Regions from separate parts of the Mus musculus genome. Here regions 2, 3 and 4 are each linked to region 1. Evidence: chromatin contacts called from public capture Hi-C and promoter capture Hi-C data. All regions are on one chromosome and are shown on one strand. The core of a region is the stretch at or near the end of the contact, and the rest is flanking DNA. Distances in the headings are between cores, read along the strand shown.

Region 1 (3,987 bases), core at 803-3,302:
TTTCTTGCTCAGGTGCCCCTGGCTCCTGCTTCTGCCTGGCAGGTTGTATGAACCACAGGGCAAGTTTCCCCAGGTCACCTTTCCCACCAATCAGATCCACCTGACTTTCCTCTCCTTCCCAAGGCTGCTAGAAACTTTGCTGGTGCCCAAGATGCTCGGGCTTCCCACAGCCCCGGCCTGAGGCGCACCTAGTTTCAGCTATCAACGCTGCCCTTTCAGAACATGCCATTCCGACTCTGTCCTTTTTAAAAAGGGGCCAGTGTCTCGCTCAGCCGGCTCATAAAGTCTCTGTTCTCCTAACAAAAGGCCAATCGAGTCCTGAGAGCCTTTCCCTGACGTCTCTGCAGCTCAAATGACCTGTTTTCTTAGGCCTCATTGTTGCCCGTCACCGCTGGTGACACTTGGTGTCCAAATTCAGAAGAAAGCTCAGATTGAGAACAGTACTAAGAAATGGGAAAATAGCCAGAGGAAAGTCAAGGCAGTGAGGCGGTTCCGGGAAGAAATACAGTTGGTGGAAGGGGTGGCATCGATCGATGGATCGATGATTGTATTAGAGAAGGATGAGATCAGAAGTGGCCAGAGAGGCAGCTCTGTCCAGGTGGCAAGAAGAAACGCACACACAAGAAGTGTCTCCTTAGGTGAGTGGGGAAGACACAGCAAGGCTGAGAGGGAAAGACAGAGAGACTGAAAGTAAAGATTAACTTGTAAATGACTTTATTGCCAGGGGAATTGTCCCCCATCACCTGGTCACTGCCCAGGTCACCTCCATGGTGTGTTCATCTCCACTGAAGCCTGGGGTCTAGATAGGTCTTGTCCAGCAGAAGACAAGACTCACATTAGTCCACACTTGCTTAAGGCTGGGCATGCACACTGCTTCCCGTTTCTTCAGCCACTCGGTCTACCTACTACCCAAGCTTATCAATACCACATGCACAAGACACTTTGGTATAAGAGACTCCACCCTGGCACCAGGGAAAGGCAGGCAGATTGTGAAGCTAAGCAGCCTGCAGGCACACGGGCCAGCTGGGTCCCAGCTCTGTTCCCCATTATGAATGACCTTGCATATGTGTCTTGTGCCTGTTTTGATCTTTAAAGTGAGCTTAGAAATACTGACAGACAAGGACCTGGAGAGTGCTTCGTGGGTAAACTGTCGTGCAAGCATAAAGAAAAAGCTGAGCATGGCTATGCATGCCTGTCACCCCCGGGTGGGTGGGTGCAGGGAGACAAATTCCGGAGCTCGACCAACCGGCAGCCAAGCTGGCTCAGTGAGAGACCCTCTCTCAAAAAGTAAGGTGGCTAGCAACTGAGGGGGACACTTGATATTGATCTCCACAGACAGCGCACAGGTGCACAGGCTAGCTGAGGAGCACAGACTAACTCATACATGCACATATACTAATTAAAGTCCCTCAGAGAGTCAATAGTGTGGTTCGACTTCAAGACCATTCCCTAAACAGAGTACCCCCTTGGCAGTGGGTTTTTTTTTTTTTTCCTGTCTATTTAGGTCTCCAGCTAACGAAATGAGGCCACCTACATCATGGGCATAATGCCCTCTGCTGTCTACTGTATCGATTTAACTGTGCTGGCTAGTTTTTATGTCAACTCAACACAAGCTAGAGTCACCTGAAAGGAGGGAGCCTTGATTAAGAAAGTGCCTCGGTAAGATTCAGCTACAGGGGATATCTTGATTAGTGATTGATGGGGGAGGGCCCAGCCCATTGTGGGCGGGGCCATCTCTGGGCTGATGGTCCTGGTTCTATAAGAAAGCAGGCTGAGCAAACCATGGCGAGCAAGCCAGTAAGCAGCACCCTTCCACGGCCTCTGCATTAACCCCTGCCTCCAGGTTTCTGCCTGCCCTGAGACAGAAACAAACATTCTCACAGAAACATCCAGGATAACTTTTGGACTCATATCTGGATCATGCCCAACCAAGTTGACACACAGAATGAACTGTCCCCAAGGCATGTTTGCCCATGTGACCCCAATAACGAGCTCTATGCTTGTTTGTCTTTAGGGACCGTGTGTTTAAGGAAACAATTTCTTTACTGAATGGTGCTTCATTTGGTAGACCATTCTTTGGGACTGTTGTTCCTCCCAACACCCTCTGGGAACTATGTGCAACGGCAAACAGCTGAGAAGACAAGGAGGCCCAGGCTAGGTGGCCAGGCAGGTGCCTGATGCTGCTGAGATGACAAGGAGGCCCAGGCTAGGTGGCCAGGCAGGTGCCTGATGCTGCTGAAAAGACAAGGACTCTTCCCCACCCCACCTCACCCATGTTAGGTGGCCAGGCAGGTGCCTGACACTGCTGTCCTCTGGGGAGGTGTAAAATTTCCATTAGAAAAATGCAAGGAGGCTGGCCCTGGTGGCACAAACCTTAAATCCCAGCACTCAGGATGGAGAGACCGGCAGATCTCGGAGTTTCAGGCTAGTTAGAACTACGCAGTAAGACCCCGTCTCAAAAACAAACAAACGAGCAAGAAGACGAAAAAGGAGGAGGAAGAGAACTAAGGTGAGGAGGAGAAGAAGAAAGGAAAAAGGAACGCACCAGGCAAACGGGAAGAGGGTGAGCCGGTGCAGCAGGCCCTCGAGGACTGACCACGGTGTGAGATGGATAGCAGGCAGGGTGATGGATGAAGACACCAGCCTGTAGCTAGCTTGAAGAAGGGGCAGACATATATCTGAGCTATAAATCTCAGAAGGAGAAGCAGAGATTAGGAGCGAGAAACAGGGGCTGAGCTGTGCTTTCTGAGTGAACACACTGAAGAAGGGGGAGATTTGCACCACTGCAGCAGACTTTTTTTTTTTTTTTTTTTTGTCTTTTACTCTGAAGTGCCAAGAACTGGAAGAGGAAGTATGTTGCTGCGCTGCAGAGTTGCCGTGGCAATGGGTCAGCAGCAGAAAGAAACAGGTTGGGAGAAAGGCTCCATTTCTGCGCGGGGGTAGGGGGGGTAGGGGACAAGGGGGGGCTAGAGGGGGCAGGAGACAGGATGAGGAACAGATGGGGAAAGCAGTCACTGAAGTCACAGAGGCAGCAGGAGAGTGAAGTAAAAACCAGGCTGGATCGTGGGGGAGGGACATGAGGGGGGGGGTGATGTCGGGGCGGGGGGTGCAGAAATTACACCCAAAGTCAAATGTGGTCCTCAGTTTCTGCTCGCCTCCCCCTTCCCTACCTATGCGTTTCAAGGCATCCTAGTGTGTTTTGTGAGGTTTCTTATTGCTAATCCGACATTCACCACTTTGTCTTTGACCCAGGTTCTGCCCTCAACAGACCATCTGTTAGGAAGGGACCTTAAATCTCCAAGAAAGGAAGTCTCTAGAGATAGGACATTCCATTCTGTTGGAGTTTAAATTTGGTCCCAGAGCAACAAGACCTGCTTTGGAGCCTCCAAACCTCAGGACTCCACAGTTCTCAAAAAGACAGCCGAACGGCTTCCTGGAATCCCGTGTGAGCTGTCAGCTCTGCAGCAGTGTAAAGATGCTGGAGCATCCTCCAACCGCAAGCCAAGGACCACAAAGCCTTGCGTATCACCTTGGCTTTCTTACAGTGAGTGGGTGATTGAAATGACAGACTCTCAGCCCATGTGCTTAACTGCTTGAGGTTAGACCTGGGGAGACTGGGCTAAGGGAGAGATGATGCAAACCCACTTACAAGGAGAATGGCCTTGAGTTCTGAGTGACCTTGGGGTGGGCAGCCTGGTCGTCAGAGTAAGCCAGTGGACTTTATGTCTTTTTTTTTTTCTTTTTCTTTTTTAATTGGACATTTTCTTTATTTACATTTCAGATATTATCCCCTTTCCTGGTTTCCCCTCCGGAAAAGCAACCTCCCCACTCTTCCCACTCACCAACCCACCCACTCCTGCTTCCTGGTCCTGGCATTCCCCCACACTGGGGCACAGAGCCTTCTTAGGACCAAGGGCTTCTCCTCCCACTGATATCCGACTAGGCCATCCTCTACTGCATATGCAGCTGAAGCCATGAGTCCCACCA
Region 2 (4,271 bases), core at 287-2,786, 360 kb after region 1:
AAGCAGCTTCTTTGCATAAATTACCCAAGTTAATACAAGAGTCAAAGGACTTCAGTAGAGTGAAGTCTGCCAGTATACCTGTTCTAATTCCAGTCCTGTTGCTATTTGGCTTTGATCAAGTTACTTAAATTCAGTATTCCCATCTTTAAACTGAGGAAGCAAGGCAGCACCTACTTCACAGGTTCACTTCATGCAAAACACAAAGCTCTCAGGCCAAACAATGATTCCACGAAAGAGCCAGTAACTGTAGCTTCTTCATCCCACTACACTACAGCTAAGCTAGTACTTTTCACTTAAGAATTGGGAAGGATACCTCCACATAGACATTCTGATTTCTATCAAGGACCAGGTTGGATTGTGGGCATTCAATTTTCTACCACTTGATTGCCTCATATCTTCCAAACTATTTGAAGAGGGACTTTGGTTCTGTTTGTTGAGTTGGTCATATTAAGTTTGTTTTTGTTCTTTGTTTTTGTTTTGTTTTGTTTTGTAAGCCTCAGTGGCCTCATCTACAAAATGGAACATTGTGGGCATTAATGCAGATCCCAGACGTTAAGGGTACATTCTTACACCTGACTTCTCTGGCCCATTATCTTCACTCTTCAGCTACAGCATGCTATCCTGGAGCTATAAGCATCTCACTTCCAAACCTTCACAGGCCTTCACTCAGAGACTCTATCCATGGTCCTTCCTGACTTATTCTGATAGAACTGCCAGGGAGTGGCCTGGAGGTAGCTAACCCCAATTTCTAAACCTTCCAAGGCTCTTCCAGGGCACTCATCATGCTCTCTGAACTGTGGGTTTACTATGCTTCTCCACATGACTATGACCTCAAGGATTGGGGCCAGGTTTTATTCACATTAGCATCAAGCCTAGTGCTAAATAAATATTGGAGAGTTCATCTAGAACTGCATACATAAACTGAGCAAACAAACGGTACCCCTTTTAGGACTCGTGAAGAGACACAGGTAGAAAGAATCAACAGTTCATGTGTGTACGTTCTAAGGACAAACACATTATTTCCTGGTTCTCAATACCATTAAGGGCCTTGGCCATCCATCATTCCAGTACTTACTGAAGCCAAATTGTGAGCTTAGGAAAAGAACAAAGCCATAAATCGCTCTTTCTGGCAATGGCGACGGTGAATTTTCCACCATCTTCCCTGTGGCTTTAGACAATCTGTGGAAAAGGAACACAATCGTCGTCAGACATCTCCCCCCGCCCCCCTTCACCAATGGTCTGTTACATAATCTCATCGCTTGCTGCGGACACAGCCACTGCGGATGTTCGCGCGCGCGCGCCACTGCAGCTGAGGGGGCGGCGGGAGCGCGCGCTGCGGGGAAAATGCGCACCTCGGACCCTCTGAGGCGAGGAAGGGGCCCGGGCTGGACAGAGGCCCCGAGTCCTGCCCTCTCATGATGGGCCCTGTCCCAGCCTTCGTGAGGCTCAGAGGAAACAGGAGGCCCGGGACCTTGAGTCCTGCGAGCACCGACGCCCACCCGTCCCCACCCTTCAGCCCCACTCAGTCCAATGCGCAGGCGCGGCTCAGCTACCCCCGCAGCGTGGGCGGAAATTAAAAAAAAAAAAAAACCTGAGGAAAAGCAGAGGCTGGCAGGCGCCCCCGCCGCTTGGCGCAGGCGCACCGCGACCGCAGCGAGGGGGCTAGCACGGTCTCACCACCCACCCCACCGAGCTGAGGGGGCGACGCGGCGACTGCGCATGCGCACCCTAAGCCACGTGACCCGCCCGCCTCAGGAGCCGCGGAGCGTTCGCTCTGCGGGTCTGGTTGACGTGGAGGGCCGGAGGCGTCGGCAGCCCGCGTCTGAGGCTCGCGGGCTGCGGGCCCGGGTGAGTGCAGACCCTGCGCGCGGCGGGGCTCACGGAAGCGTCTGCGCGTCCCGCCGCAGCCGAGATGCCCGGGCATCGGGGCGCTCCACACCTCCCTCCGTGGGTGTGTGGTGAGTGTGGGTGTGCGCGTCGCCGCGCGTCTCGCCGAGCGCCCGCGCGCTGAGGGGGTGTGGCCGCCCTTGCCCTTGTGGGTGTGTTCCCTTTGTCCAGTGACCCTCGGGCGTCCTTAACGGTAGAAGGGGGGTCTTTTGTGTGCGCGTCGCCTGGCGTGCGGGTGACATCCCGGGTCAGGTACCCGTTCCCGCGTTCCGAGCGCTCGGGGACGCGCCTCTGGGTCTGCGGCTGGCCCGCTTTGTTCCTACGCTCTCCCTTCCCTACGACGGCGTGGGCGTCCTTCTCATCCTCTGAGGATGGTGGTTCCCCTCCCACCTTTGTCACTGCCTTCCCTGTGGTGTGCGCGCCCCCTCCTCAGCACCCGCGCGCGCCCGCCCACCCGCCGCTGCGGCAGGCTGCAGTGGCAGGCGCGCGCGTGCGTCCTCGAGGGTCCCCAAAGGTGCGCTGTGTAGGGGCCCTGTGGCGTGCGCGGGGTTGGAATTGCGGTGACGCGCGTGCGCGCTGCCCCTGGTCTGTGTGTGCGCGCCTCTCCCCCCCACCCCCACCCCCGTTTCTGGGAGGACCCGGGAGGGACGCAGAGCTGCCCCCCACCCCACCTCCCCACCTGCAGCCTTTTCCTACGCCTGCGCAGGGCTGCTGCTCCGCAGTGCTGGCGACGTCACTGAGGCCTGGGCTGCCATCTCCTATTGGGGAGGGGACAGACTAGGGGGGTGGGGGGACAAAGGACCAAAATGAAGCCGAGGGTGTGTCGGTACCACTGCACGGTACCTTTCTCAGAAGCTTGTAGTTTCCAGACGTCCTTCAGTTTGCAAATTCTTTCCACCGTTTGTGCTTGTGCCTCTCACCAGGCGATGGCTAACACTGGGTATTGCAGGGTGTTTATAGCAGCCTTTTAAAGCTCTGGACTCTGGCGAGGGATCAAGGGAACAGGGTTGAAATCATACAGGTTTTACTGCTCTCTCCGGGGCAGTTTTCTCACAACCACAGCTCTAGTTAGAACACGTTCTTTCAAGAAATGTGTATTTTATTTTAAGAAAAATGGGTTTGTTATACGGTAAAACTCTCCTAGGGATTCAATTGCCACTACTGTGCTTGTCAGGGGTTTGTGCTTTGCGCTCAAGGGCTGCGGATTGTCTTTCTCTCCTGCTCGGTTTTCTTATTGTTGCTTAATTTTCCTTTTTTCTCTTTTAATTTCTGGAATACTTAGAGATTAAACACAGGTAGATCTAACCAAATCAGGCCATTTTGTTTGTTATATATTTATTTTTTTGCCAAATTTACTTCAGATTCTCCAAAACAAACAAAAACAAAAACAAACAAAAAAAAGCTTAAACATTTTTGGAGATGCTGAGAGTTTGAGCCCCTCCTTACCTAGAGATAGCCACTGTGTTCAGGTTTGTGTGTATCATTTCCATGCATAACTTATAATTTGGTAATGGTGAATATATAAACAATACATAGTATTTGTTTTTAACCAAAGTGATATAAAATTGTGACTTTTTGCAACTTGCTTTTTCACTCAGCATCACGTTTTGAGATTTATATATGAATAAATCGAATAATTGTACTTTCTTTGAATTATTATAAATGTTGGTATAGCACTGCATTGTACTCATTTTGATGGACTTTGGAATTGTTTATAGTCTTTACTCTTTAAAACGGTCCTGCAATAAATATCTCTGTACCTGTTTGCTGTGCACACTTTTGGAGTTTCTCTAGGACATACCCTTAAGCATAATTTTGCTGGGTAGTAGAATATATACATCTTCCACTTAACCAGATATGATAGAAACGTTCAAAGTGGTTGTACCAGTTTTAATGGTCACTGATATGGAGAACACCCATTTCCTCACATGCTTGCTAACAAACTTTTTTTTCCTCTTTTTACTGACCATCTTATTTATGACTTTAGCTTTCTGCTAAATTTGCTTAAAAGACTGCCTTTTGTCTAGCCATGTGACAGCAAATGGGTTAAACTCTCACAGCTGGTTGGTTCGGTCTTTAATGATTTTGGTCCTCATAACATTCATTGAAATGAACAGTTATGTTATCTAATGTTGCTTTGGCTGATGTAAAGATAAGATTTCATGGTATGTTATATGTACCTCCCACACAGCAAGTGAACTGATAGAATTAAAAACACTTTAAAGGTATGATGTTTTTCTTTAAATCCTTTCCTCTTTGATGTAGTACTTGATATATTCAGAATACATGTAACTTATTTATTGACAAACTGTGAAGTAAAACAAATGAACACTTACAAGTCTACCAGTGGGACCAAGAATCAACCTAACCAGTATTGAATATTT
Region 3 (3,869 bases), core at 199-2,698, 320 kb after region 1:
GTTGCTCTTGCAGAGGACTCAGATTTGGTTCTCAACGGCCATATGGTGGCTCACAACCGTCTGTAACTCCAGTTCCAGAGGATGGAAAGGTAACATGGTGGGCAGACCTGCATGCAGGTAAAACACACATAAGATAAAATGATCTAAAAATAACCTTTTATCTAATTTTCCATAGTGTTCAGGACTCCGTAGAGTTCCTGGATTTCAGACACAGGACTAGGAGAGAAAAGAGACCTGCACAAATTTATTTATTTATTTATTTAAGTTTCTGAGACAGGGTTTCTCTGTGCATCCTTAGACTGTCCTGGAACTCACTCTGTAGACCAGGCTGGCCTTGAACTCACAGAGATCCCCTTGCCTCTGCCTCCTGAGTGATGGCTCAACATGAGTGTGTTTTTATCAGCTATATAACATACCCCCATCCTTTACATACTATTGGGAACACTTGGCTGTCACTAGATACCTTTTCATTCTTTGGGCTCACAGATACACGTTATCAAAGTTCTTTAAAAGGCACCCACATCTAGGTGTTTTTTTATTAAAACAACAAGAAACCACTGACACCTTAACTGTGTTCGTGAGTTCACATTGTTTGCTCACTCCCAGCTTCCTGCTTTATATTCAGGGCTTTTAATACTGTAAATAAAATTTGTAAATACTCCCTCTTTCCTATTTGCCCTTAATTGGTGTTAAATATTCCCCAGATCTTAAATAAACCATTCGAAAACATTTTATTCCCCACCCCTCTCGGTTTTTAAAACCCGAGTCACTTAATTTAAATGACACAGACCAAGCTACAGTGTTCACATGCAGTCACCTGGCACTGGAGAACAGGTTATTGGGCAAAGGGGTACCCGGGGTCCTGACTGGTGACCCCTAACAGGAAGCACCCCTCCCCCATCTTAAGGCTTTCGTCGGTGCGGAGGTTGCGCCTAAACCCTCGCCTGGCTTCGTAAACCCAGCTGTCACCCACTCGTGGAGCTGTCCTGACCCTCGGTGTAGCGAGGACTCTGTGCCCCACACTCACCACCTCTCACAGTGCTGAAAGGGAAACTCTGGGAGAACTGGGGTGCGGGGTGGGGCTTCATGCTTTTAGGGATCAGAGCCCCGAGGGCAGCGGCCCCAGGAGTTGCTCAGCAGTGGGGAAAATTGTTCCCCGGGACGCGCAGCCGCCACCCGTCATCTCGGAGGCCCTGTAGGCCGTCTGTCCCGCCCTGCGCTTCCCGCTCCGCCAGTGACCCTCCTGGTTTTCTTTTGTCCTTTCTCCACTCTGGACACACACCCCTCCCCGCCGTCCCGACCCTGCTCTCTTCCTTGAGCCTTTCTGGTCTCCACCCTCTGCTTCCTCCGTCCCTTCCCGAGGTCCCTTGCCCTCCCCCTCCCCACGGGGCGCAGTTTCCCCGAGTCCCCTCCCCGCCCCGCCCCAGTTTTTAAACCTGGCGCCGAGTGAGCGGGTAGGTGAGCGCGTTCAGCCAGGGGGACCAGGCGCCGTCGGGCTGAGAGATTCGCGCGACACCCGCACCATGAGACCGGAGGCGGCCGGAGTCCGGGAGGCGCGGGGACGCCTCTGCCACTGTCCGGGGGATGATCCCGGGAGGCTACCGCTGCCACGCGGGCCCGAAAGGTGAGGGTGTCCTGTGGCCCCGGTGGAGGTGCACCCAGACACTGAGCTCCTTAACCTGAGATCGACTACTGCAAACTCCTGTCTGAAGTGCAGGGACCCCGCGGATATCTGGCAAGGAAATGGGCAACACTTGCGTGTATTGAGGATCTGAAATTGATCCAGCTGGAAAATACTGAAGGCTGGGGGCCCCATAAGAAATTTATAAAAGGATCCTGCGGTCTATCACAAAGTGACAGTCTCCTGCCCTACGCTGGGGATCGGTGTTTGCCCATCCAGGGACATCGCTATCTTTAAAGCTGTGAAGTTTAAGGAAATCAGATTAGCTGGGTAGGTAGGAAGCGGAGCAGTTTGGCGATGCAGAAACGCCTTTGGCATAGTAGTCTAAGGAGTCTCCAGCAGCAGAGGTGGTGTACTTGAAACCAACCATCTGTATTAGAAAAATTTGAGGTATCAATGAGAGATTTGCTAGGAGAAAAAATAATCTCCACTCACACGCGCCCTAATAATAGGTTAGATTTGGGGCTTCCCATCTCAGAGTGTACTAGGAAGCAGAGCCCGGAGAATTCTTCAGGAGGCAGGAACAGGTAAAGTACTGACTGGCCCATCGGCAGACAGACCTTAAGGGATCATGGTGTGTGCAGGGACTCTTTGTCAAACAGACACTATGGTATCAACCTCATAGTAACCTTTGGGGGGGCGGGGCGGCAGAAACGCCAGGAGTTCAGTCTCTCCTGGTGCTTGTTTCCAGTTCCATTCCAGCCCCGTGGAGACCGTGGATGTCGCCTCCCCCCGGAGATGCTGAACTGACCAGAACTGAACGTCCGGTAAGCTAAATGTGACTGTTGTAGGCAATAGTCAATCCAGAAAGCGGCACCACGTCTATAATAACTTTGAAAACAAAACCAAAACCCGGGGGAAGGACTCCTCTCTCGTGCTTAGCTTGGCCTAACCCACAAGTAAGTTCCTGAAGGTCTGGTGGGTAGAGCCCAGAGTGAACGGAGGTGCTAATGGGCCCACTGGGCTCGCGATTGCTCCTCCGTCCTTGAAAAGCAAACAGCTGAGGACATGGGCTTTGCATGGTAATTACATGCAGCGGTGGGAGAGGAGGGTTCTTCTATAAACCAGAGCATGGGGGAGGGAGGGGCAAAGCCCAGCCCCCTTAGAGAAAAGCTGATTATGTACCACACTGCAAAGCAGGCAGACCTCCATCCACCTCAGGTGCCCAGACAGTGCAGTTAAAAGCTCCCACCCTTGTCTGGCCCTGTCTGCAAGAACTCTTGCAGGATCTTCTGTTCTCTGTGCAAATACACTCAAGCACCGGGCTTTGTCAGCAAAGATTAATTGCCACAGCTATCCCTTTATCTTTGCCTTGCCGGTTAATTGCTTTTGACTTATTAAGCGAATGTTTTGCTTACATTTGCTATATTCTCAAATATAAATGGACCTTTAAAACAGTGGAGGTAGCTTAGGAAGGGCCATGCATCTCACTTACACAACACCTGTGGGATACAGCTTAATGTACAGATAGATGTGATATGAAAAGTTAACTGTGGGAAATTACTCCTCTATTATTCTTTTACATTTAAGTTATTTTCTTTGAATACTGAGTGCTTTAATTCAGTTAGCATTTATAGAAGCTTAAAGAACGGAGCAAACAGGAGGGCAGCTAGAGTCTGCTACATGGTTTTGTTTCAGTCCTGATAATCCCTGCTCCAAATTTCTAAGTGACTGAAGAGAACTCTTTCTATCTCATTCCACTCAGACTTAAAGTCCTTAGAGTCCTTAAAGGTAAGATTTAAAAGAACTCACTAACTACTAAATTTTCCTTTAAGTGAACCGTGAGTATGGAGGTCACTCAGTTGTGTGGGAGACTAGAGTACTACGGCACACACAGGGCCTGAGGCAGGCAGCTTCTGGTTCCACTGTGAGGAGAAAGCCCCTTGTGATTATCTTAAAGCACAGCCCCTTTCCAGTTGACTGCACTTCACAGAAGGCAGTTAAGGCCTGGATTTGGGCAGATGGGGGAGCCTGGGGTTCTGTAGGGACTGTAGAACTGGCTGCCTTCCCACACGCCTGTCAGGGCGAGATCTTGGGATCCACCCCTGGGTCTTTCCTTGTCACTAGGCTCTGGATTTACCAGGGAGCTAAACTCCCAGCTCTATGCAGAAAGCTCTTCATAGATGTCCCACACAGGTTCTCTGCAGGCCTTAGTAAATCCGGCTCCTCCTAGCGGGCTGGGAGCTTA
Region 4 (3,850 bases), core at 681-3,180, 410 kb before region 1:
GTACACTGTCACTGTCTTCAGACACACCAGAAGAGGGCATTGGATCCCATTACAGATGGTTGTGAGCCACCATGTGGGTTCTGGGAATTGAACTCAGGATCTCTGGAAGAGTAGTCAGTGTTTGTAAATGCTAAGCCATCTCTCCAGCCCCATGTTTTCATTCTTTAAGGAAAAAAAAAATCCTTTTCTTAAAAGCTTTGAACACCAAACCATTTTATCTAGTGCTCAATTGGGATCCCTGAAGTAACAAGTTCCACTTATGAGGGGAAGCCTCTAAAACAGTAGTTCTCAACCTGTGATTCACAACCCCTTTGGGGTCGTCTATTAGATATGCTTCATATTGGACATGTACACTATGATTCATAATGTAGCAAAAATACAGTTATGAAATAGCGGCAAAATTATTTTATGGCTGGGGTCACTATATCATCAGGAATTGTATTTAAGGATAGCAGCATCAGGAAGGTTGAGAACCACTGCTTTAAAAGGAGCAAACAAAACCATCAGGAGGCCCTACCGACTAAAATCTCACAGCTGATTTTCTAAACATATCCTCTGGTGACTTTCACAGCTCAATGCTAGTGAACATTTAGTATAGTGCTACGTAACTGTGCTGAAGAACACACAGGGACTGGAGACACAGCTCAGTGCACAGAAGAAAACGAAGGCAAAACATCTATGCACATAAAATAATAACTAATACAAAAAATACCCGGTCATTATGAAGCACCCATCAGTTCAAAAGTCTTAGAAAAAATAAATAAGCCCCACTCGGTGTAAAGTGGATTTTTAGCTCTAAAGGTCAGAATGATTAAAATGGGCATTCGCAGTAGACTAAAGAGAGCACAAGGCAGAGAGACCGGAAGACATAAAATGACTCCATTCCACATTAGCCTCTCAGAGGCCAAAAAGGAAAGATCCAGGAACAGACAAGAGTGTAGACCAACTGTAGAAACTAACAACAGAAACACAGGCAAGCGTCCTTGGAAGATACATGCTAACATTTAAAACCATACAAGAAATACTGAGTAACACTAAAGTTGAAGAAAATTCTAGTTTAAAAGATAGGGGCGGGGAGTGGGCAGCTGGAGAGATAGCTCCGGGGTTAAGAGCGCAAGGGGCTCCTGCAGATCAGGGTTCAGTTCCTAGCACCCGTATGTGTAACTCCACTGCCTGGGGATCCAATGTCCTCTTCTAGCCTCTCTATACACTGCAAGCGTGTGGTGCGTAGACATACCTGTAGGCAACTTACCTTTATACATAAGATAAACCCCTTTGGGTCCTGCCTCTGGGTAAAAAGAATGCCAGGACTCTGTAACAAAACGCCCTAGAGAACATTATATGAAAGCATTCTTTTTTTTTTTTTTTTTTTTTTTTGGTTTTTCGAGACAGGGTTTCTCTGTGTAGCCCTGGCTGTCCTGGAACTCACTCTGTAGACCAGGCTGGCCTTGAACTCAGAAATCTGCCTGCCTCTGCCTCCCAAGTGCTGGGATTAAAGGCGTGCGCCACCACGTCCAGCATTCTTAACAGCCTTTACTACTTCCATCCTACCCTGTACCGTACTAAAGTGACATCCATCTAACATGTGCCAAACCAGTGGAAATGATTTTAAAATCTACTCTAAAAATAAAGGAGGGCAGGAAAGGACCGCCCACCAAGCCGCCCAGGTAGTTTAATCTACCTCGGCAGCAAGACTTGCTTTACGAGTCAGTCTGGAGCCAGGCACCAGGTCCGTCCTGGAGCCCACGTGTGGTGCACAAGGACGCGCAGTTCCACCGCAGCCCTGCCCCCTGCTTGCCACCGGGGCCTCAGTGATGGCCACACGCCACAGCGCCGTCCTGGCTCGCAGTCCTGGACGGACCGGACATCAATCAATCCATGCCACCCGCACCAGCGAACCAACCCAGGCCCGCTGGCCGCACACCACGCCTGCGCAGTAGTCGCTCTGGTCCTGACTTCCGTTCCGGGAGAGGTTCCACACGCGCAGAGGAAATTGGGGTCTGGAGCTACACAGAACTCAAAAAAGCCAACGGAACCCCGCTCCCGTTGCCCAGGCAACGCCAGGCCCACCGGAAGTGCTCCTGCTTACCTTAGAAACCGCGGCGAAGCCGGGGTACGGACGCAGACCGCTCCACCAGCTACGGAGAAAGCGGCTGCGGTGCGGCGAGCCTACGCCTCTGGCACGCGCATGCGCAACTCCCAGGCCTCCACAGCTACGCCATAACGCGATGAGCATAGCTGCTGACCCATGCTCCAAATAGCCAACGGGAAGTCTTTCCTCACCGTGTCCTTTCTTCCTCCGACTTCCTGCCCCCTCCACCAGACTGGCTTACCTGATCCCCACCTTGCCCTGCCCTCCAGCTGCCAGGACCCAGGCGGTCCATTCTCCCAGACAGCCTGTCCCCCGCCTTTCCTCTTATCCACTATGAAGGCATTTCTGTCTTGTCCCAAGACTGTTACTGGAACTGTTAGGGTCAGAGTAAAAGTACGAATTAGGATTATGGGAAGAAATAAAAAGAGAGAGAGAGAGAGAATTTAGACGTCCTCAAACAGCGAGGAGCAAGCTTTACTCAAAGAAGTGGGTTTTCTAGTTCTAGCTCTGCATGTCGCGATCCAAGCACGGGACTTTGTCACATAAAGACCAGAGGTCAGGAAAAGGCACATTTCATGCTTTAAGCTGGAGTTTTTGTAGCTAAGGATGTGGAAGGGAGAAAGGGACAGAATGAGAAAGCTGGGTTCTGACACTACAGCGCCTGTTGTACGTTTTTGCAACCACTGCCACTGGGATAGATATCTGATGTGTTAGAATGTCAGGTCGCGTCTTAACAGCATACTAGGCCAAAACAGTTCCACGTGGAAGAGGTTTTATTGAGAGAGAGGGACGAGGTGGCGGCGGAAAGAGAAAAGAGGGAGTGACAGAGGGGGCGTTCTCCTTATTTATATGGAAAATGACGTAATGAAGGTAAAGGTGGGAGGTGAGCCAAGTGGATGCTGGGAATATGCTGCAGGTCGCGCTGTCGCCTATGTGATGTCATAGGTTTGGGAGGTCCTGATGCTAACAATATCAGCTACTTTTTATTTCTGCAATCTCTGAATCGCTACGTTTGAATTCAATTTCAGGGTCTTGATTGGGAGGGGGGGTCGCGGGGGGGGGGTGCGGTGTTTGTTCCAGATCCTTTATATGCAAAGGATAGGGGCGACTGTTTCTGTCTACCTAGTTCCTGCTGGCAGGGAGCATCATTTTCTAGGGGTTTGATCTGGCATGACTCTAAAAGAAGTACTGTTTTGGCTTTGATTTGTATGAATAACTGAGTAATGTCAGTGAAACGATCCAAGAGAAACTTCTGTTAAAAAAACAAACAAACAAAAAAGTTAGGGCTCGGTATGATGGCACATGCCTTTAACCCCAGCACTCTGGAGGCAGAGGCAGGTGGATCTATGCTAGCCTGCTCTACCTAGCAAATCCCAAGACAGTGAGGGCTCCACAGAGAAACCCTGTCTCCAGAGAAGATGAAGGGGGGAAAAAGGTTAAAAGGCCAAAAGGTCAGGATAAGGAGGATACAGAGGAAAGTCAGGAGAATGGGGAGGAGCCAGGATGCAAGAAGGACACTGGATTTTCAGTATCTGGTCCCTAAGCCTCTGGGCCTCATACAAGCCACCTTTGATTGGTTGCTGTAAAGACAGCATTGTCCCTTGAGGAGAGTGTACATCACTCCGTGGGATGCACTGAGGAGGTCAGTCCCCACCATGGTGGCAAAGAGCCAAGTTCATCTTGAATGGCTTTGATCTGTCTTGAAACATCTTTAACAGATTGAGGCAGTTTCTAATGCAAGGCGCAAATAATAAATCA

What was found. Promoter capture Hi-C pulls out the DNA fragments that hold promoters and counts their contacts. Capture Hi-C pulls out chosen DNA fragments and counts their contacts.
Region 2: a contact with region 1 is called in a promoter capture Hi-C map of liver. The contact joins the promoter of Pigp here to the promoter of 2410003I16Rik in region 1. A contact is called at or near these places in 1 of 39 promoter capture datasets (embryonic stem cells), 1 of 484 Hi-C or Micro-C datasets (embryonic stem cells) and 2 of 9 other capture datasets (liver and macrophages).
Region 3: a capture Hi-C map of embryonic stem cells shows a contact between it and region 1, with 5 times the contacts expected there. The contact joins the promoter of Ripply3 here to the promoter of 2410003I16Rik in region 1. A contact is called at or near these places in 10 of 39 promoter capture datasets (the C10 cell line, the HPC-7 cell line, cranial neural crest and 6 more), 1 of 484 Hi-C or Micro-C datasets (bone marrow-derived macrophages), 7 of 115 datasets of contacts at active chromatin or transcription factors (embryonic stem cells, epiblast stem cells and stem cell-derived neural progenitor cells) and 3 of 9 other capture datasets (adipose tissue, embryonic stem cells and liver).
Region 4: a contact with region 1 is called in a promoter capture Hi-C map of pre-B cells. The contact joins the promoter of Setd4 here to the promoter of 2410003I16Rik in region 1. A contact is called at or near these places in 2 of 39 promoter capture datasets (hippocampal neurons and pre-B cells) and 1 of 9 other capture datasets (adipose tissue).

Annotation. Positions count from the first base shown.
Region 1 is chr16:94,008,603-94,012,589 of GRCm38.p6, forward strand. 2410003I16Rik (a long non-coding RNA gene) reads left to right here and starts at 2,053. Exons shown (of 4, transcript XR_003951876.1): 1 at 2,053-2,509; 2 at 2,831-2,908; 3 at 3,253-3,987. It also overlaps a transcript of Cldn14 not described here.
Region 2 is chr16:94,369,014-94,373,284 of GRCm38.p6, forward strand. It overlaps Pigp (phosphatidylinositol glycan anchor biosynthesis, class P), which reads right to left and starts at 1,537. Exons shown (of 5, transcript NM_001159618.1): 1 at 1,353-1,537; 2 at 1,076-1,179. The coding sequence starts at 1,417. It overlaps Ttc3 (tetratricopeptide repeat domain 3), which reads left to right and starts at 1,726. Exons shown (of 46, transcript NM_009441.2): 1 at 1,726-1,848.
Region 3 is chr16:94,326,974-94,330,842 of GRCm38.p6, forward strand. Ripply3 (ripply transcriptional repressor 3) reads left to right here and starts at 1,449. Exons shown (of 4, transcript NM_133229.2): 1 at 1,449-1,624; 2 at 2,373-2,448. The coding sequence starts at 1,524.
Region 4 is chr16:93,601,885-93,605,734 of GRCm38.p6, forward strand. Setd4 (SET domain containing 4) reads right to left here and starts at 1,931. Exons shown (of 12, transcript NM_145482.3): 1 at 1,682-1,931; 2 at 1,253-1,327.